Regions from separate parts of the Zea mays genome. Here region 1 is linked to region 2. A link is a contact called in public Hi-C data. All regions are on one chromosome and are shown on one strand. The core of a region is the stretch at or near the end of the contact, and the rest is flanking DNA. Distances in the headings are between cores, read along the strand shown. Region 1 holds the start of LOC100383891. Region 2 holds the start of LOC100192979.

Evidence for each region. A called contact is a pair of places that touch in the nucleus more often than the background predicts.
Region 1: a contact with region 2 is called in a Hi-C map of leaf, with 3 times the contacts expected there. The contact joins the promoter of LOC100383891 here to the promoter of LOC100192979 in region 2. A contact is called at or near these places in 5 of 25 Hi-C or Micro-C datasets (bundle sheath, endosperm and leaf).

Annotation. Positions count from the first base shown.
Region 1 is chr6:127,344,093-127,347,301 of Zm-B73-REFERENCE-NAM-5.0, reverse strand. It overlaps LOC100383891, which reads left to right and starts at 1,946. Exons shown (of 12, transcript NM_001365895.1): 1 at 1,946-2,037; 2 at 2,804-3,147. The coding sequence starts at 2,028.
Region 2 is chr6:127,195,105-127,198,392 of Zm-B73-REFERENCE-NAM-5.0, reverse strand. It overlaps LOC100192979, which reads right to left and starts at 1,496. Exons shown (of 7, transcript NM_001310329.1): 1 at 1,328-1,496; 2 at 1,164-1,247; 3 at 865-1,050; 4 at 34-204. The coding sequence starts at 1,421.

The DNA.
Region 1 (3,209 bases), core at 697-3,196, 150 kb before region 2:
ATTTTCTTCTTAATTCAACAATTTACCGCGACTAAGAATGTCATTAGATGTGGGTACTTCACCACATACACAGAAGTTTAGGATAGAGACATCGAACTGAAACAACACAATGTACAGAAGTATCGACTAATAAGACAAAGGATAGGGCTAAGGGGATTGGATCACCTTGAACATGTTAATATTCGTGATCTAACAAGAACCGCAACGCGTTGAACAAATTAAACTGGTATATAGGACATAGTTTGAACCATCAGAAAATTTGGATAAGTCTATAGTTTCATATAAATATCGTGATCTGACATGAACTACAGTTTCATATAAAGGGAAACCATGAATATTGAGGTCAGGTTGATATATTTTTAGATAAAACTTTGGATAGCATACTGCATATCATATTAATGTTTGTGAAGAGAGGTGTGTTGTTCAGATTTGAGTGACTGATGTTTTAAAAAATAAAAAATCTAACAAGTGCTAAAATAGCTCATGTGGTGCACTCAATATACAAAATGCCGCACATGACACATTGCCCACAAATATTGATTCAACTACAACTAAAACTCTATTTATTTACGGAATGGGTGCACATATGATAAAGCTACAGTCAATTGGAGAAAAAGAAACATATATAAAACTTAGAAACACAAACCTAAAATTGTCAGATGAACAGCCACACGAGTAGTTCTCTATTTTGTAAACCAAGTATGTTTGTGTTTCAGAGAGGTGTGGTGTTCAGATTTGAGCGCTCAGAGAGGTGCCTTCCATCTCATACTCGAGCATCGCAAGATCTGGGCGGGGCTGGCGCGTAGAATGGGAAGTACTCGAGCATCGGAAGATCCAGGCGGGGCTGACGCGTAGAATGGGAAGAATGAGATGGTGGGGTGGTCCTGCACTTGCGATGGCATGCAGGCCGATGGTGGTACTGTGCGCTGGTTGACGATGAGGGGATTGAGTTGCGATTCCTTCCATGGCGCCGAGACGTGGATTGCGTTTGGGGCGAGCAGGATATGGGCGGGGCATCCGCGGTGCATGAGAAGAACGATTAGGCAATGAGTGGTCCTGCGCGTCGTCGACAATGGGATTCCTGCGTGCTGGATTGCTGTGAGGCGTGGATAGCGGCGAGAGGATGTGCTTCCTTCTGTGGTGATTTTTTCCTTCCATGGCTAAGGCATTAATCGGTGAGGGGATTGCGGCGAGGACCATGCGGATGCAGGGGTAGAGGAGAGAGGGTGCGCACGGGGAAGAAAGGAGACACTAATATGTGGGTCGTATGCGCCGTGAGGAGGCAGAACCGTGCACCGCGGTCTACGTTATGTTCTTATAGAGTAGTAGAGATTATTTAGTTATTTTATACATACTTTTTATTAAGTAATAAAGATGTGACATTTATTTCTATATCATGAGTCATTATACGTGTGAGACTTGATACTAACATAAATTTGATTCACGCCTGAATTTACCCCTAAATCCGGGTTTGATATCTTATTTGTAGCAAGTAGCAATAAGTGGGTCACGTGACGTGACAGGAAGGTTTTGCTAATGGCACATTGAATACACAGTTTTTTTATCAACAACGTTTATCTGTGGTTTTACAGCAAAAAATCGTTCATCTTCAGCGGTTTTCGAAAGAGATTTCCGGAAGCCGATATATTTAAATTTGAGAATTGGTACCGTTCAGTTTTTACCGGATTTCGGTGATTGGTTTTCGGCGAGAATCTTTGCTAAAACGAGATTGAAAACCTTTACAGCAAAAAATCGTTCATCTTCAACGGTTTTCGAAAGAGATTTCCGGAAGCCGATAGATTTAAATTTGAGAATTGGTACCGTTCGGTTTTTACCGGATTTCGGTGATTGGTTTTCGGCGAGAATCTATGCTAAAACGAGATTGAAAACCCTGCTATGCTCCCGAGTCACTCCCGACTCCCAACTCCCGACCGGCTCGCGAGCTATCTCGGGGACACAACCGACTGCCTCGCGCCTCTTCCTCATCCGTCGTCACCGGTTGCTTCCCACCGCCGCCTTGCGCCTCCATGCTCTCAGGTACCTCCTTCACCGCCCAGTGCCCGTCCCCTCCTCCGAACGGCTCGATCGTCACTAGACACCACCAGCACCGCGTAGTACGGCCAACGAACCCTAGATCCACTCCTGGATCATCCGGGAAGCAGCTTGCGTTGCTTGATTACTTATGCCCCAAACGGCGGCGGCGGCGCTCAGGCTCGGGCTCTTAGCGACGGCGGGGACTCGGTGGCGGCGTCAGAGGCTCCCCCTCCTGCCTCGCGCCCTCGCCTCCGGTCCTCCGCACACCGGCCGGCGACCCTGCTGTCTCCCGGCCCCGGCGGGCAGTGGGAGCCAGCAGCTGCTGCTCCAACAAGGCGGCTGAACCGCTTTGGTAGCGCTTATGCCCCAAACTAAGCATTACCCGTCCGCCTAGCGCTTCAGTGCGCTTAGTGCCGCTTTTTGGAACCCTGGTGATGAGTAGTATAGGTTATAAGACATGTTGCAATATACATCAAAACATTTAGGGATGGGTACTATGTGATTTGCAACTGTGTTAAGATGCTGGTCTTTAGTTCCTTTCCACCTCTTGTTTCAGATCTGTTCTCATGATGTTGAACTAGGTTGTTTGATCATGACCATGCTCTTTTGTTGCTGTGTGGGCTTGTTCTTTTGATCTTATGGCATTTATTGCAGCAAGTTGCTTGAATCAGTATATGTAGCTGTAGCACATTTTTGTATGGTCAATTCTATTCAGCGATGTAATGCATTTCATACTGTGCTGATCAAAGTCTCTTACATTTGTTTTTAGCAATGATGGGAATAGAAGGCATTGCAGCCACAGTCACCGAGGACCCTGAACCCTCAATTCCTCCAGGATTTGGACCTTTTGCTGCCTCGGCATCATGGGGAATCCAAAACGATGTTAAACCTGCTGATGATCATTCTAGTTCTGTTTTAGCATTACAGAGCATCGACGACGATGTGGAAATTTTGGAATATCTATCCAGTTCAGTGGATCACCAGAGTGACACAGGTTGCTGTATTTCTGGGAGCAATACCTGTAGGAAATCACTGCGTAATAGACCTCCAATAGATTATAGCCGCTTTGATCAGATTGCAGATGAAGATTCTGATGCTGAAGTAGCAGACAAGGTTGCACTTTACTATATCATCCTTATTTCTTCACCAGTTGAATTTTGTCCTGATGTTAATGC
Region 2 (3,288 bases), core at 247-2,746:
TGAACTACCTCAGAATGGGCCATTTTAGCTTACCTGTATCACTGATTTTTCGTATTGCCATGTTCATGCCGTCTGCAACATAAATGTTGCCCCTATCGTCCACAGTGAACCCTTTAGGATGGTTCATCCTTGCTTCTCGCAGTCTTCCATCCACATGGCCAGATAAACCTTTTGGAGAACCAGCAAGGAGCTTTGGTCTGCTATCTGCATTGTTCGATCCATTTTCAGAAGATCCATCAGAATTGGATTGCTTGGATATAATAATCTGGGAAGCATCTCATGCTCATGCTAAAAAAACATGAATGACTACTTCACTATCCTAAAATACAAGTCATCTTGAGTGTGACTGACATAGCAGTTGCTTATAGTGAGGCTGCAGTGTGAAATTTCCAAGTGTCACCTATATTTTAGTGACACGAGATGAGACAGGAGATATCGCTAACAATTTCAGGCAACCAATTCATGCAAATATTTTTCCTGGTGAAAAAAAAACCATGGTCTATTTGCTCGACTTCTGATGTGTGAAACAGGAAGTAAACCAGTGCATCATCAACAAAGGGAAGTGAAGAAAAAGAAAACCTGAACGAGAACGATGACTCCACAAACATGGGGAGTGAAAGTCGCAAAGAACTATCATTTCATATTGCCCATACTATAGCAATGAAGAAAATAACAGGCATTTCACAATCGAGGAACAGTTATTGATGAAGTTTGCATGCAACATCAGTCCCTACCAACCACCACCCAGAAATCGTTAGTCACTACTCACACATCATCGAGTGAAGCAGCACACTTAGCAGAATCCCATGAAGACAGAAAAATCCTGAAAAGGGCAGGGAGTGGTCGGAGGCAGAGCGTGCTCACATGGTGACAACGGCAGCTGTACCCTGTAGATGTTGCTGTTGATGGAGTCGAGCACGAGGAGGTTGCCGGCGGGGGTGATCTCGACGGCGTGCGGCTCGATCCCCAGCTTGCTGCCGTCGAACACCGTGTCCACCGCGTACCCGCCCTCGTACCTCACCATGGACCGCCCCGTCACGGCCGTCGTCGCTGCCGCCGACACCGCCAGACACCGGAGGAGCAGGCACACCCGGTGAGAAAACAGCGAATGAATGAGCCGAGAATCGGAGAGGGAAATGACGACGCCACGGGTCGCCGATTACCCGTCTTGGTGGCGGCCGATTTGAGCGACCACAGCTGCTTGGCCACTGCCGACGACGTGGTGGACAGGAGCCTGCCCGCAATCCCTGCCACCCGACGCGGAACAAAACTTAATCAGCGGATGAAGCAGAGCGAACGAGACGGTGGGGCCGCGAAAGGAGCTCACTTGCGGGGTACGAGGACGCAGAGGACGCGGATGGGAAGAAAGTGCCGAACAGGAGCGCGGCGGCCAGGAGCGCCGCTCGACCTGGCGCCGCCATGGCCGCCGATGCTTGCTTGCTCTGCCTCTGGGCTGACAGAGCAAGAATCAGGAGGCGAGAAAGGGAGGAGCTTGCAGGGGGGGAGAGGTGCCTGTGCCTATGGTGAAGGGAGATGTGAAGAGAGCGAGGAGGCCATTTGAGGACAAAGTAAAGAAGGTTCAGAAAGCACCAAGAATGCGGCCTCTTTTGGGGCCCGGCCGTTCTCGCTCGACGTCGCCGGGTGAAAAAGGAGGGAAGAGACAAAGGAGAGAAGGCGTAGTAAAGCAACGAGGGAGAGGAAGCGTGGTGAGAGAGACAAGAGGGGTCTGCTGGTGCCTGGTGGCGCTCTCGCCCGCTCGCCGCTGCTCGTGCTGTTGTTACTACTCGCCGCCCTTGCGTTCGACACTGCACCGTTTGCTGACTTTGCTCCTCTCTCTCTCTCTCTTCCCGTGTTCCGTGGGGCGGCGGGAGGTTTTGTGGTGGTCCCTCCCGACTAGCAAGGGGCGTGCCTCTGCCGGTCTGCCCTATGCGTTGTGGACGCCAGCACTAGATGTAGGTAGGGACAGAGTGGATTCTATACACGATGGTATCACCCGTTTCCTATCAAAATCCACGAGGATTTTCGCACTCATGATTTTTTTTGGCTGGTTTTAACATTTCAGGTTGTTTGTTTGGCTTTAATCTCAAACGATTTTATTGTTTGTATCATCGGACTTATTGCAGAAGCTCTCCTTAATTGTTTTAAGCAACATAGCATCATCTTTTCCATTTAGCCAGGTCATGTGCAAGAAGTTGTAGATGTTATTGAAGAGGTGATCTTTTGGTTGGTTGCTTATCAACCCCTAATTGTTCAGCTGCCTAGAGATACGACGAGGAGTTTTTATGGTAGAGTCGTAGATTGTCGCTATTTAGCCTCACAAGGTCAATCTTTTTGTCGGTGTTTTGAGACCGGGGGGTCACTGGGCCGACGAGTGAATTGTCGCCGCGCCCCAGCCCAGATGGGTCGGCGCGAGACGGAGCGCGAAGGGGGGAAGGCAGCCGGAGGGAGACGGGCGTGAGAGGTGGAAATCCCGCGGCCTTCGTGCTAGTCCCGCGCCCAGGTCGGGTGCGCTTGCAGTAGGGGGTTACAAGCGTCCACGCGGGAGGGAGCGAGCGGCCTCACGCGAGCGCCTGTCTTGTCCTTTCCCCGCGCGGCCAACCCTCTGTAAGAGGGCCCTGGTCCTTCCTTTTATAGGCGCAAGGAGAGGATCCAGGTGTACAATGGGGGGTGTAGCAGTGTGCTAACGTGTCTAGCGGAGGAGAGCTAGCGCCCTAAGTACATGCCATCGTGGCAGTCGGAGAGGTTTTGGCACCTAGTTCGTGTGGTGTCGTGGCCGTCGGAGGAGCGCTGGAGCCTGGCGGAAGGACAGCTGTCGGGGCTGTCGAGTCTTTGCTGACGTCCTCTTGCTTCCGTAAGGGGGCTGAGAGCCGCCGTCGTCATAGAGCGTGCGGGGCGCCATCATTACTTGTCTGGCGGAGCGAGCCAGATGGGACGCCGGTCTTGTTCCCCGTAGCTTGAGTCAGCTTGGGGTAGGGTAATGATGGCGCCTCCTGTTGACGTGCTCGGTCCGTGCCCTAGGTTGGGCGATGTGGAGGCTCCTCCGAGGTCGGGGTCGAGTCTGTCTTCCGAGGCCGAGGTCGAGTCCGAGCCCCTGGGTCGAGCGAGGCAGAGACCGTCGACTGAGGCCAGAGCTGAGTCCGAGCCCTGGGGTCGGGCGAAGCGGAGTTCGTCGTCTTCCGGGGCTGAGCCCGAGTCCGAGCCCTGGGTCGGGCGGAGCGGAGTTCGTCGTCTTCTGGGGCTGAGCCCGAGTCCGAGCCCTGGGGTCGGGCGGAGCGGAGTTCGTCGTCT